Linked DNA regions of Mus musculus: regions 1, 2, 4 and 5 are each linked to region 3. Evidence: chromatin contacts called from public HiChIP or PLAC-seq and promoter capture Hi-C data. All regions are on one chromosome and are shown on one strand. Each heading gives the region's core, a stretch centred on a gene start, on an enhancer-like site or on the middle of the called end of the contact. The rest is flanking DNA. Distances are from core to core; before and after follow the strand shown.

Region 1 (2,700 bases), core at 38-2,537, 330 kb after region 3:
GAATTGGTGAGGCTCAATAAAGACCCTGTCTCAAGGGGTAGGCAGAGAACGACAAAGCACAACAAGACGCCTCATGTTCTCCGTTGGTCTCCTCCACACATCACATATGCCTAGTGGTGGACACATGCCCACACCCCATACAAGTATGAAGGAAGAATATGGATTGTAGCATGAGACTTGAGGACATCTCCTCCAGGTTAAAACCATGTCTCTGTGGGAGGCAGATCTCAGTGAGTTTGAGGACAGCCAGGACTATGTAAAGAGCCTGTCTCAAAACAAGCAACAACGTGAAAGATGTTTCTGTTTCTCTTTGATATCTGGCGTGTTATTATCTAGATTCTGAAAGTGATGTAACGTATGTAAGTGTTTGAATGACTGAGAAGAAAGATTCCTGTTAATGATTCGGGATGAAATGGCTGTAAATAAGCTGGGCGTGGTGGCACGCACGCCTTTAATCCCGGTACTCGGGAGGCAGAGGCAGGCAGATTTCTGATTTCCAGACTGGTCTACAGAGTGAGTTCCAGGACAGCCGGGCCTATACAGAGAAACCCTGTCTGAAAAACCGTAAAAAAAAAAAGAAGAAAAGAAAATAGCCTAGATTCTATAGCCAGTCTACTTGGCGCAGCCTCCTGATTTATTTTTTGAGTGGTGTTAGGGATTGAATATGGCCTCCAGTCTGACAGTCTTTTCTGCTTATGGTTAACATTTTGTTTATTTTTACATTCCAGTGGTTAGCATACTGACAACCCTGTAGACTCTAAGTCTGTGTGTTTGTGTCCCCCACAGTTTAACGGCAGTGTTCTTAGCCCTGGGTTCTCACTAGGCTGTGACTGCTCCTTCTTTTCTTGTAGCTGTCATGGAAATGATGAGCCAGAAGATTCAGCAGCTCACAGCCCTGGGGGCAGCGCAGGCCACGGTCAAAGCCTGAGAGTGCACTGCAGAAATGAAGCAGAGTGAGGGACCCTTCTTCAAGGGGCCTGGGACTTTTTCCGGCAATGGCCTCCTGGGAAAGTGGCCTGGGAAGAGAGTGTTTTGTGTTTAATGTTAATAAATGTGACCGCTGCGCAAATGGGGTGGTCTATTCTTGCATTAAACAAGGGCCTGGTGCTGAACTGGGAGTGCCCAGGAGGTGTACTTTTGCCAAGAGCCCCCTAGCCACACGGCCTTATAGAGGTTCCAACCAGAGGTTTGGGGACCTGTAAAAAGGTTTTGCGCTAAGTAGTGCACAGTGTTGTTGCCATGGGGACGGATGGCGGGCGGAAGTGAAGCTGTGCCTGACACTTCCTCTTCCGGGTCGACCTTCCCTTGGAGGGAACTATATGGGTAGACGTTTCCTGCGTGGTATCTTAACATTGCCGCTCCGGTCAGTTCTCCAAGCCCAGCACCGCATGCTTGGCTCAGAGCAGGATCCGCCCGCTAAAAGACCTCGCAACAACCTCATGGCACCGCCCCGAATCGGGACGCACAACGGCACCTTCCACTGCGATGAAGCTCTGGCTTGCGCGTTGCTCCGCCTCCTGCCCGAGTACGCGGTACGGACCTGCGAACCTAACCCGGTCCCCTCTGATGCTGCAATGGCCTGAGAACCGCCTTCCCCGAGACGCACGCCCTGGAAACCCAACTTTAATCCTGACTCCTACCTGACAGCCCCTTCCTCTGTGCCTGCAGAACGCAGAGATTGTGCGGACTCGGGATCCTGAAAAGTTGGCTTCGTGTGACATCGTGGTGGATGTGGGCGGTGAGTACAACCCCCAGAGTCACCGTTATGATCATCACCAGAGGTGAGTTCACACTCGCTGCCTGTTCTCTTGACTTTCTTGATTTAGCTTTAGTGCTCCAATCCCACCACCCACTGCCCAAGTTCATGACAGCAAAGACCACTGCCTCCTCATCGTTGAAGTCAAGCAATTTATCGCTCTGGGAATTAAAGCTCGCTTCGAGCCTGCTCCTTGGCCTGGAACCTCCCTCAGGTCCCTCCCGCCATAACTTTTTTTCACACTGGCAGTTTTCCATTCACTTGTCCTTGCCACAAGCTGCTGGATCCTTCTAGTTCAAGGATAATCTACTGAGGTGGCCTTTTGCTTTGTTTTTATTCTACTTTAAGAGTAGGGGTGTCTTGTCTGCATTCATGTCTGTACATCAAATGCATTGGTGTCCAAGGAGGACGGAAAAAAGGTATCAGGATCCCCTGGAATTGGAGTTAAAGAAGTCATGAGACACCGCGTGGATGCAGGGAATTGAACCTGCCTCCTCTGCAAGAGCAGCCAGCTCTTTTAGCCATCTCCAGCCCCATGATGGTTAGTTATCAGTTTGATAAAATTTCGATTCTAGAATCACCTGGGAATCGGTCCGTTGAGGGGGTATCCAGATGGGGTTGGCCGTGTTTGTAGGGTGTCTTTGATTGCCCTGTAAGGCCCTGCCCACTGTGGGAGGCACTAATCCCTGGGCTGTGTGAGCGAAGGAAGATGGCCAAGCACTAGCAGCCTGCATGCACTTGTCTCTCTGCTCTTGTCTGGGTGAGATGTGACTCCCCATTCTAAGTTTCTCCCACCTTCCCCTCTGTGATGGGATGTTGTGATGTTGTGAGCTAAAATAAACATTTTTTGCCTCTGAAGTTGATTTTTGTCAGGTGTCTCATCACAGCAGCAGACATGGAAATGGGCTGTTACATGTTATATATTCCCAGTACCACTGCACTGT
Region 2 (2,700 bases), core at 60-2,559, 430 kb before region 3:
CAGCCAGGAGACTGTCTCCCCACTCACCTGACTTTGAAGTCTTCTACAACCTCCTGCATGTTCCTCAGTTCAGCATCCAGTCTGCCTCTTTCAGCTGTGATGCCATCCAGCTGCCGGCGGAGGTCATTGACATATGTATCGAAGAAAGGCTCCAGGTTCTGTCTGACTGTCCTAGAGCCCTGCTCCTGCAGGAGATTCCACTTGGTCTCCAGGACCTTGTTCTGCTGCTCCAGGAAGCGTACCTACAGGGGAGCAGAGAGAATGAGCCTCACTTGAGAAGCCGGGGAGGCAGAAACAGGCACACCTGCTAACAAAGGAGACAAGCACAAAGGGGCTTTTACGCCGTGATCGATCAGCGGCTATGTTATGATAAATCCACCTCCAAATGAGAAAGCCCATGGAAGTACCCTAGAGACTCTAGGATTTTAATGGACTGGACATGGGGACCAACATAGCAGGAGTCACGGAGTCTGGGTTGAGTTTCTCAATGCTGATACTTTGGTAGTAGCATAGTTAGAACCCCTCTTTCTGGAGGGGGACTCCCAGAGAGGAGAAGGAAGCATCTCTAAGAGTCCTGTGGGCCAGATGGCCTGACTTGAGAATGTCCATGGATGGCACTGGTTGAGCAAAGTTCTCCTGGGGACCCTTCCCCCATTGTTGCTATCTCCAGAGATGAGCCACCCCCACCTAGTGACTCCATGCACTGGGAACTTGGATGGGTGAGCACAGGTCCCACCTTGTCAATGAAGGAGGCGAACTTGTTGTTCAGAGTCTTGATCTGCTCCCGTTCTTCTTTCCGCACCCGCTGGATAGTGGGGTCGATTTGCAGGTTGAGGGGAGTCAGGAGGCTCTGGTTGACAGTAACTTCCTGAATGCCTCCAGAGGGACAGACAGAGAAGCCAGGGCCACCAAAGCCCCCTCCAATGCCACCTCCATAAGCAAAGCCACTGCTGCCCCCAAAGCCACTGCTAGTCCTGCCACCAAAGCCACCCCTGAAGCCACTGCCAGCACAGCCACCAATGGAGACCCGCCGGGTCCCCCCTAGGTTGTAGAGGCTGCGGCTTCCAAAGCCAGAACCAATACCACTGATCCTGCCCAGTCCCCCACTGTTTCCTGAGGAGCGGGCCACAGACACGGAGCTGAAGCGGGAGCGTCCAGCCGTAGGTGTGGTGGCTGAGGCTGTGCTGAAGCCCCTGCGGCTGCCGGAGTGGAAGGTGATGGTGGATTGCCGGGACATGATGGGCGAAGAAGGCAGCACAGGAGCTCCGAGGTAGATTCGTAGATTCGTGAAGGGGATAGAGAAGCCAGGCGGTTAGGGAGGTGCAGGTCCTTAGACTTTTATGGGCCTCCCCCAAAGGGCGGAGCTTGATTAATGAAGGGGCCCCTGCTGATGGCATCCCCTAGGCATCTGCCAGCCCTGAGCTCACCCTGAGTACCCCGCAGAAAATGGCATTAAAAAAAAAGCCACCGGTTGGTTGGTTTGCTGCCTCCCTCTCCCCCTCCCCCACGTGGAAACTTCTTTCTAGTTGTAACTTGATCAGCAGACCAGTGAGAATAAACTTAATTGCTTTCAGTCATGTCCTAACCATGCATCTTCTAATGGACTCAAAAACACTGCCTCATTTTTGAACCGCTTTCTTAGGCGCAGGACCAACTCCCTCCAGTCCAAACATCTTGTGTCAACACAAGCGGCTGCAACACTGTCTCCTGTTCCTTCCCGTGTTTCTTATGCTGGAGCATTTTCTCAGCAGCTTCTCCAGCCTATAAGGCTGGTCCTCCAGGTTGGTGTTCATCTTCCTTAGGCTTCCACACAACATGAATGGCCCTTTAATTTTGCTCCAAATCATTCATGCCTGCTGGGTATCATGTGATTTCCTGTAGCACTTGTGTCGATATGCACACACATGGATGCCATGTCTGTGCCCATCTTTGCCTTTGAAGGCTGTTTGTCACTCTGTCGTCTGTGGACAGGAGTGGGAACAGAAACACTTGGGTTTGGATTCCAACCCCTCCAGTGGCTGGTCCAGTAGTGCACTGGGCAGTGGGTCCTTGTACTGATGATACAACTTTTCTGAGGCTCAGTGTGTGTCTGCGGAATGAGTTTATGGAGAGTATTCGCATATGAAAACTGCTTTCACAGTGCTTCAGCCATATAAATGCAGAGGATAGGTCCACTGTGTCAGTCTTCGGCAGATAAGACAGGTATTCATGAATGACTGGCCACATGTTCATCCTTGAGTGAGTCCTGTGAGGGTTTGGAAGAAATGTAACACACATTCTTGATTTTTATCAGTAAGCTCAGGGTCCTGTTGGGAAGGCAAAACTGAAGCATGCTGGGTAACTTTGAACAAAATGGTATACATAGTAACACTATCTTTGAGGCTATCTTCTGGAAGTCTCCCAGACTATTCGGTTCTGAAGACCTGTATCCTTATTCTTATCCAATTCTTATTTCTCTCATCAGAGCAGCTCCAAGTGATAGTTACTGGAGAAGCCGTTGTTATTATTATTAGTGTGTGTGTGTGTGTGTGTGTGTGTGTGTGTGTGTGTGTCTGCTGCACACACACGATAGCACATGTGTGGTGATCAAATGGCAATTTTCAAGAGTTCTCTTCTTTGACCACAGGATCCAGGGATGAAGCTCGGGTCAGGTCATCGGGCTTGCAGAGCAAGTACTTTTTCTCAGAGCCATGTTGTTGA
Region 3 (2,700 bases), core at 197-2,696:
CTAGGGGGAGTTAGGGACCGGACCGTTGGAGCTAGTAAACCCTTGTGAAGAAGAGGCAGACGCTCCTGGGGCGTCCTGTGATTCCACAGGCTCAGCCCCGTGTTTTCCCTCCTCCCGTTCCCACACCGCCTCTCAGGAGCCAGTCAGCAAAAAAGGGCCAATCGTCCCGGGGCCACGAAGGCCACTGTGCCACAGGACTGCAAAACCTGGCCTGGCTTTCGGCTTGCAAAGGAACCAGGCAGTTGGGGCGGAGCCACCGTAGAAAGAGTGAAAGGGGTACAAGGGCCAAGCTCGCAGAGGGGCGTGGGTAGGCCGACGCTATCTGAGGCCATAAACTCCGGTCTTAACAGGTCGTGAAACAGGAGCGGAGTGTCCAACGCCCGCAGACTTTGAATCTCGCACGGGCCTTCCCGAGGCGGAGCCCTGAGACTCACCCTCCCCTCCACCCCACCCCACTCCTGGTGGAAGGGCAGACCCAAGACCTCCGCCCTGGCTCTACAGCGGCCCCGCCCACTGGAGCAGGGCAGGGGCCGAGCAGTGACTCAGCCTGGAGCCCCCACTCTCTAGCCTTGGGCACCAAAGACCTCCATATGCGTTTGTCGGGTTCAATCAAGACACCTGAAACCTTCTAAAATCCTTACACCGCCCTCCATTATTTAACAGGAAGATAGAAAAATACACAATGCACGGGGCACCATGAGGAAACCTTGGGGCAGTTGGGGGCGGGGGGGCGAGGGGGCGTCCCCGCCACCAGAGAGCAAAGCCACAGGGAAGGGACCAGGCCCTCCAGTGAATGGGAAGGTGCTCCAAGATTTAGTCACAAGCACTTCAGACCCTCTGGGCCCAAGCCAAAGGGTATGAGAGAAGTAGAAGAGAGTGTGGCCAGAATGGGTGGGTCCCAACAGGAGCTCATGGGGGGTGCGAGGAGAGATGTACGCATCTCTGTGTCAGCAGAAGAAAGAGCGAGCGCAGGACGGTTAGTCGGGAAGAGAGGGGTCTCACCTTGTCAATGAAGGAGGCGAACTTGTTGTTCAGGGATTTAATCTGCTCCTTCTCCTGAGTGCGCACAGCCTGGATGTTGGGGTCCACCTCCAGCTTCAAGGGGCTCAACAGGCTCTGGTTCACCGTGACGGCTGTGATGCCCCCGACACCAGCCCCGCCAAAGCCGCCCAGACCCACGCCGGTGCCCATGCTTCCCCGGAAGCTGCTGCTGCTGCTGCCCACCCGGGAAAAGCTGGAAGAGCTGATGCGGGCACCGGGTCCACTCGTGAACGAGCGGCTGCTGAAGGCCCGGGGACCGGAGGTGGACATCTTGTAGGATTTCTGAGTCACCCTGATGGACATGGTGAAGTCTGGAGCGAAGGCAGTGAGCTGAAGACGGAGGTTCGAGAGCGAGCTAAGCAGCTGCTTCTAGACGGTGGGACAGCGCCCAGCGAAGGCCCTTTATAAAAGAAGAGGCCAGCCCCAGGGGAGGGAAAAGGGCCTCTTACCTGAGTGGCTAGACACTAGAGGGCAGGGCCTAACCCAACGTCTGCAACCTCCAGACGGGACTCAGGTGAGGGCAGCAGAGAGCTGTTCCCACCCGGGATCCCTCTCCAGCCCCACCCTAAAAATCCAGGAGAGAGCAATTGATCCCTGTGAAGGCAGGAAGTGAGCCTGGGATCTCTGACCTAAGCTGTCTTATCTCCTGCCCTCCTGTGAGAACTACTTGGGCTGAAAGGGTTCCCAGGCATTTTAGTTTAAAACACTGGGTCTCAACTCAACACAGGCAAGCTACTAGAACTCACTAGAAGTTGAAACTCAAGGAAGGTCGGAAGGGCCCTTCCTCGGGAGTCACGTAACAGATATGCTGTAGGTTCTCCACCAGTGGGTTGCAATCCCTCTAGGGATAGAGCTATGTTTTCCCAGAGGTGACATATCAAATATCCTGTGGTTCAGAATCTTGGGGGGGGGGGGTCACAACCCCTTTGGGGGTATAAGTACCCTGAAGCCTAACCAAAGCCGGCACCGGCCTTTACCAGCCAGCACTAGGACTGAGGGTGTGCCTCATCCACCACATCTCTGGCTGGTCTCTCCTAATACCTCCAAGAGACCTCCTTTAGGTGGAGCTGGCCAGGCTGACCAGCAGGGCCCTTTCGTTCCCAAGCTCCTGTTTGCTTTGTCTGCCCAGGTTACAGCTAACACCACTACCCCACCCCGCTACCTGTGCAGCATCCTGCACCCATAGGCTGGCAAAGGGGGGTGGGAAGGTAGGTAGATATTTGAGGAATGAATGAAACACAGGCTTCTAGCTGTCTTCTCTCTTGTGCAAGGTAAAGAGAAATCAAACGCAGCTCTTCTCTCTGGACACAGCACAGTATTCTCCTTTCCTACCCAGACCCGAGAGAATTCCCCAGACCAGACAGAGGCCTCGAGGAATAACAAAGACTGAGGGACAGAGGCCAAGGCAGAAAAGGGAGACCCCAGAGAATAGAGGCACAGGGGCTTTGTTGCAATCGCTTCTTTGGAGACACCTTCCCCAGGCTGCCAGGGCAGTGACTCATGGTGCCTTGGAACGGGATGGCCCTGCTGGTGGTGACTCATTCTCCAGCCACCTGGACCCTTCTCCTCTGCCCCCGGCCCCAGGCTGGCCAGATGTGATGAGGATAGTACCCTGTCTCCCTGCACCTGTCTCTCTGAACTCATTATCCCATTATCAGA
Region 4 (2,700 bases), core at 83-2,582, 450 kb after region 3:
TAGAGGGTGGGGAGAGGAATGTAGACAGCTAAGGTCCAGGCCTTGTGTGGCTTGTGGGAAAGTCCTTGATTTATTCATCATTTTATCTATGAACAGGGTCTCATGTAGCGCAGGATGACCTAAAACTCTCTGTGTTGCCAAGGGTGACCTTGAACTCAGGATCCTGTAAGCCCTATCTGCAAAGTGCTGGGGTTAGCTGGGCTTGGTGGCCCACACCTTTAACCCTAGCACTCGGGAGGCAGAGGCAGGTGGATTTCTGAGTTCGAGGCCAGCCTGGTCTACAAAGTGAGTTCCAGGACAGCCAGGGCTATACAGAGAAACTCTGTCTCGAAAAACCAAAAAAAAAAAATTCTGAGAGTTGTGGCTTGCTTTTGTTTTTCTAGCACCCGAGAGAGAGAGAGAGAGAGAGAGAGAGAGAGAGAGAGAGAGATATGGGATGACTGCTTTTCATCCAAAGTCAACCCAAGTCATACTGGTAGATTGTCTCAAAAACATCAAAACCAAAAATGAATTCACTTAGTTACCCAGAACAATGACATGAAACTATAACTGCACCATCTGCTGAACACATTGAAACCCTGTCTCTTATCTTTCTACAAAAAAAGAACCACAGGCTGTGGTTCTAGCAGCTGGCAACATTGAAGCCCAGGGCTGGGACTCAGCAGAACTTCCTCCTTTTGTTCTCTGAGGCCTTTTTTTGTTTGTTTGTTTTTGTTGTTATTTTCCGAGTCAGAGACAGGGCTGGTCTGTGTGGCTCTGGCTGTCTTGGAACTCACTATGCAGACCATGCTGGTTTCAAACTCAGAGATTCACCTGCCTCTGCCTCCTGAGTTCAGGGACTAAAGGTGTTGTGCCATCATGACAGAGCTCTCTCTGAGGTTTTATGTAGGGTTCCCTAAGAAGCTAATATTGTCTTTAAATTCTGATTCTCTTCCTCCATTTCCAAAATGCTAGGTTACAGACAAGTCTACCCATCAAGCAGGCACTTGGTGCACATACACTGAGGCAAAACACTCATACACATTAAAAAAAAAAATCTTAAAATTTAAGCAAAACAACAACAAAAAAAAACAGTGAGAGTTTATCTCGTTGGCTCAGGTCCTTGCTTGGAGCTGACCCCGCCTCGGTCCCGCCCTAAGGAGCATTTCCGCTGCGTCTCCGTATTTCACCTGTATGTATTTCACAACGCAATGTTTTCTCCCTAAGGCTCCGCCTGGCGGCCAGCGCAACGGTTTCCTCCTTGTTTAGTTGGACCACAGCGATTGACAAGTCAGTTCTCCAATCATCGTGTCAAAGTGATCACATAATTATTAACTAGGTCACAGGGGCGGTGCGGAAGTATAGAATGAATAGGAGTGACCAGGAAGTGCGAACCCAGACTGAGAAGGAGGACAGGAGCGGGCTGGCGATCTGGGAAGGTGACAGGGCATCTGGCCTCCCAAATTCCATCTCTCCTCTTAGCTGGGCCAGGGATCCATTTATTCCTGAGAACTAAGAACTCCATTTGCTCTTTGGGGGTTGTGTGTGTGTTCTAAGAGTTTTGGGACCTGGAGTGTCTTTCTTGATATTCAGGATGGGATTATTTGTTTGTTTATTTATTTATTTTTATTTATTTGTTTATTTTAGCTTCACTTCAGGGGTGCCCCCGGGGCGAGCAGGGAGTTTAGGTCCCATCTCACACTACGGATGCTTAAAGGCCTCCGGTCCCTTTCCAGGGAGAGGGAAATGAGACTTCTCCATCCAGGTGAGATAGTGAAAGTGGGAGGGGCCCTGGGAAGAGAGTTCCTGTGATTTAAATCCTGGGCTAGAGTAGGCTATGAGGATGCGGGAAAGAAAAAGGGAACTTTTTTTTTTGTTTTGTTTTTGTTTGTTTGTTTGTTTTTGTTATTTCGAGACAGGGTTTCTCTGTATAGCTCCAGCTGTCCTGGAACTTACTTTGTAGACCAGGCTGGCCTCATTCGCCTGCCTCTGCCTCCCAAGTGCTGGTATTAAAGGTGTGCACCCCCACGCCCAGCAGGGAACTTTTTTTCATTTCCTTTTGTTTTGGGTTTGACACAGGGTAGCTCTAGCTGTCCTGTAACTCTTTTTCGACCAGGCTGGTCTGGAACTCAGAGATCCACCTGCCTCTGTTTCCAGAGTGCAGCCCATTTTTAAGTGGAGGTTTATCTGTGAGAGTCTTGGTAGGGTGGAGGCTGTAGGGTGGGGCTCGGGTTCTCGAAAATCCTCCTCCCTTCCTGGAACCTTCAGACTTTGCCTGGTTTACTTCCTAGGCTTGAGCTAACATCTCGACATGTGGAATCCTAATGCTGGTAAGTTCCTGGGGGCTCTCCTCTGACCTGCCCCAGCCCATTTTGCAATGAAACAGGAAGTTTCTATCTATCCCCGCAGCCCCAAGCAAAAGCAAAGCCACCGGACCACTGCTAGTTACCAAGTTCTGCCTTTCCATAAGGCTTAAGAACGGTAGTGATTTGTATTATGTGTTGATAGAGGTTCCGGACAGTTCTAATCTTTATTCTCGGATTCTTCTTCCAGGACCGAATCCATATCCACCCCAAGTTGTGTGCCCAGGAGGTTCCAATCCTGCCTGTCCACCACCTCTCAATCCTGCCTTTCCCCCTGGCCCCTGTCCTCCCGGAATTCCCCAGGGAAACCCAGCTTTCCCTCCGTGTCGTCCCCCTTATCCTGTACCACAACCAGGGT
Region 5 (2,700 bases), core at 162-2,661, 500 kb before region 3:
GTTTTCCCTTGGGGGATCTGCAACTTCACCTCGTCCTTCCATTCACCTGTAACCCTTTGGTGTCTCATGAAGCAGGCACTGGTCTCCACCAGTCTACTTATGTCTGCTTTCTTTGCTTGATGTCTGTTATTGAACAGAAACCTTCAGCCTGAATGTGGCCAAGTCTGTTGGGTCTTCCTTTAAGGGCTTCTAAGGAGGAGCTCCACAGTATTAGTGATGTCTTCTGTGTAGGAACTCCACGGGATTAGAGATGTCCTCTGTGTTGCAGGAACTCCACAGTGTTTGTGACGTTCTCTGCCTTTCTCCCACAACTAGATTGACACCACCTCCTCTCACACTCGGATCATTGAGATCACTGGTCAATTTTGAACTTTATTTTTTTGTACATACATCAAAGAAGTTTCTAATTTATTTTTTCTGCATGAAATAAGGAAAAGACAGCGTGGCCCTGGACTTGTGATGCCACAATACTGACTTTGCATACATTCCTGACTCAGTTTCCACCTTCTTCTCGACCTCGATGGAAGATTTATCACATGTCATAGAGGAGCTAAAGACTTGTGGGAAAGGGCCCCACTGTCGTGTGGCTCATATGCAGTCTTCATGGAGGAAGTGGGGAGATGCGGCGGCCAGCTGGTGTCCATTGCAGGCAGGCTCTTCCTCCAGCATGCTGGACTCCGTGGGTCACAGGTTGAGACCCAGAACAGAAGCATCTGTAATTTGTACTTGGCCCTTCCCAGCGGATAACTAGACAAGTCACAGCTGCTCTGAGTCTTTCTCTTCTCTGCAGAGTGGAGACAACCGTGCATGTCCTGACAAGCCTGCAGAGTCAGTCTGAAGGTGAATAACATAACATTTGTAAACCTCGTAAATAAACGTTGGCATACAGATATACAGCAATGCCACTAATTACTGTCAGGGCTACCCCAGTGTTAACATTTCTTCCCTCTGCTGGCTCACATGTGAAATCAAATAAATTTTATAATAAAGTGTCACAAAAATAAAGGAAAAGAGGCCTAGACGTGGTGATACCCACCTATAATCCCAGCACTCTGCCTCCCAAGTGCTGGGATTAGAGGTGTGTACCACCACACAGCTAAAGGTGACCATTTTACGTGTCAGGGAATAATGTGACCAAGGACATTGACAACCCACAGGGAATCCCCAATCCTTTCCAAACCCCTTCCCGCCTCTCTCCCCAGTGCTGTAAGCTGGAGGCCCAGCAGCAGGGTGATGATTCTGGGTTACACAACTTCTGTTATGAAGAGATTTCTTGTAGAGAACTTTTTGGGGCTGCTTGGCAGGAATCTGACCTTGAGCCATGACAAGGAAGTAAGCTCAGGCAGGAATCTAATTTTAGGCTAGAACAAAGAAGTAGACTTCAGGCATGAATGTGACTTTGGGCCAGGACAGGGAAGTAGGCTCAGATATCTTGATTATCCTGATAAGCCCTTAGAAACATCGATCTCCGGAGTGACCCTGGGACTTTATTGCCTTGCTTGTTCTTTGACTATTTCTGTTTGTTGTACTGCTTGCCCTTATTAATGGCATGTAATTAAAATGGTATAAAAGCAGATTGGGGAAGAAATAAACCCACCTCAGCCTCAGAACTGGCTGGGGTCATACTACAATGTTGTCAATGTTGTCTAATTGTCTTTTTTTTCTTTTTAATCCTCACTCCTGTGCTGGAGAACCTGTTGGCTGACTGAGTTGGCTTGCTCAATTTCGGATCTTTTGTCTCTGTCCACAGGTATGAGCCATTCCAAGGGTAGTGGAATGTCTGTGAGGACCTCGGTTCCCCCATCTCTCGTGGCCCAGAGGACGTGGTCATCAGTACTGGTGTCCAGTGCTCTTCCTCTGATTCGGTCCACTGGCACAAAGTAGAACGGTCCTCTGAGAGGGAGTGAGGATGACTATAGGAATGATATAAAAAGATGCAAGAGACAGACGGGGAGGACTGCAGGTCGTTACCACATCAGCCCTTAGTGTATTTTCTATAGCCTTCTTATATTACAGTACTGTGGGAATCAATGCTACAAGCTGACAGAAACAATTTTGCTGAAATAGACACATTTGTTCTCACCCAAAAACCTCTGTTCCATCCACCAAGGCCTATAAAATCTTCAGCCTCTCACCTTGAGCCTCAAGTGTACCCCTCCAGAGTCAGCTCTGACCACCTGCTGTCTACTTCTGCTGTTTAGCCTCAGCTCCTAGTTCCCCAGACTGCTCTAGGGCTCAGGGGAAGGAGAGAAGAGCTCCCAGTGTGGGTGGAGTGCATAGGACACAGAGCAACAGAGACCGGAGGAGAGGAACAGAAGGAGGAGGCACCAGAAACCAGGGCTGAAGAGCAGGTAGGGGGCAAACGTCTCCAGTGGGAGTGGGCAGGAAAAGGCCCTAGGGACGGCACCAGAGGAATATGGCTTGTTTATTAATCACTCTCCAATAAGCAGTCAAGTTCTGCAGCTTTGTGTGTGTGCATGTGCATGTGTGCACCACTGGGGCTGCAGGGAAGCAGTTTGCTTTTCCTGTGAGACAGGATTCCATGCCTGGAGACCTCAGCTATCCAGACATCAGGATGGGAAGTCTGGCTGTGGAGAACCAGAAAAGTTGGCCTACTGCTGGGGTGGCACCACATTTGGAGGAGGCCCGTGTGACTCCTCTCCTTTGCCACACTGGAGTAAATGTTGGTGGGAAGGCTTT

What was found. Promoter capture Hi-C pulls out the DNA fragments that hold promoters and counts their contacts. HiChIP or PLAC-seq counts read pairs in DNA pulled down with a chosen protein or histone mark.
Region 1: a contact with region 3 is called in an HNF4G HiChIP or PLAC-seq map of pancreatic cancer cells. The contact joins the promoter of Myg1 here to the promoter of Krt8 in region 3. A contact is called at or near these places in 1 of 39 promoter capture datasets (liver), 1 of 115 datasets of contacts at active chromatin or transcription factors (pancreatic cancer cells) and 1 of 9 other capture datasets (liver).
Region 2: a contact with region 3 is called in a promoter capture Hi-C map of second pharyngeal arch cranial neural crest, with 4 times the contacts expected there. The contact joins the promoter of Krt75 here to the promoter of Krt8 in region 3. A contact is called at or near these places in 9 of 39 promoter capture datasets (3T3-L1-derived adipocytes, the C10 cell line, the HPC-7 cell line and 6 more) and 3 of 9 other capture datasets (adipose tissue, embryonic stem cells and liver).
Region 4: a contact with region 3 is called in an HNF4G HiChIP or PLAC-seq map of pancreatic cancer cells. The contact joins the promoter of Prr13 here to the promoter of Krt8 in region 3.
Region 5: a contact with region 3 is called in an H3K27ac HiChIP or PLAC-seq map of trophoblast stem cells, with 5 times the contacts expected there. The contact joins the enhancer-like site here to the promoter of Krt8 in region 3. A contact is called at or near these places in 7 of 39 promoter capture datasets (the 3T3-L1 cell line, 3T3-L1-derived adipocytes, the C10 cell line and 3 more), 1 of 15 datasets of contacts at CTCF or cohesin (the NIH/3T3 cell line), 1 of 484 Hi-C or Micro-C datasets (bone marrow-derived macrophages), 5 of 115 datasets of contacts at active chromatin or transcription factors (embryonic stem cells, epiblast stem cells, pancreatic cancer cells and 1 more) and 2 of 9 other capture datasets (embryonic stem cells and macrophages).

The regions. Positions count from the first base shown.
Region 1 is chr15:102,330,422-102,333,121 of GRCm38.p6, forward strand. It overlaps Myg1 (melanocyte proliferating gene 1), which reads left to right and starts at 1,288. Exons shown (of 7, transcript NM_021713.2): 1 at 1,288-1,532; 2 at 1,669-1,781. The coding sequence starts at 1,320. Pfdn5 (prefoldin 5) reads left to right here. Exons shown (of 6, transcript NM_027044.3): 6 at 852-1,069. The coding sequence ends at 928.
Region 2 is chr15:101,572,595-101,575,294 of GRCm38.p6, forward strand. Krt75 (keratin 75) reads right to left here and starts at 1,310. Exons shown (of 9, transcript NM_133357.3): 1 at 737-1,310; 2 at 28-242. The coding sequence starts at 1,237.
Region 3 is chr15:102,002,896-102,005,595 of GRCm38.p6, forward strand. It overlaps Krt8 (keratin 8), which reads right to left and starts at 1,447. Exons shown (of 9, transcript NM_031170.2): 1 at 1,003-1,447. The coding sequence starts at 1,344.
Region 4 is chr15:102,457,838-102,460,537 of GRCm38.p6, forward strand. Prr13 (proline rich 13) reads left to right here and starts at 1,333. Exons shown (of 4, transcript NM_001170911.1): 1 at 1,333-1,418; 2 at 2,271-2,309; 3 at 2,533-2,700. The coding sequence starts at 2,291.
Region 5 is chr15:101,507,775-101,510,474 of GRCm38.p6, forward strand. No RefSeq gene overlaps it. Among named protein-coding and RNA genes, the nearest start is that of Krt83, 18 kb to the left of the region's middle. Within about 2 kb of position 1,412, at least 6 of the 459 cell types and tissues checked have an H3K27ac peak or open chromatin away from gene starts, as enhancers often do. A contact at or near this core is called in trophoblast stem cells, where this site is marked.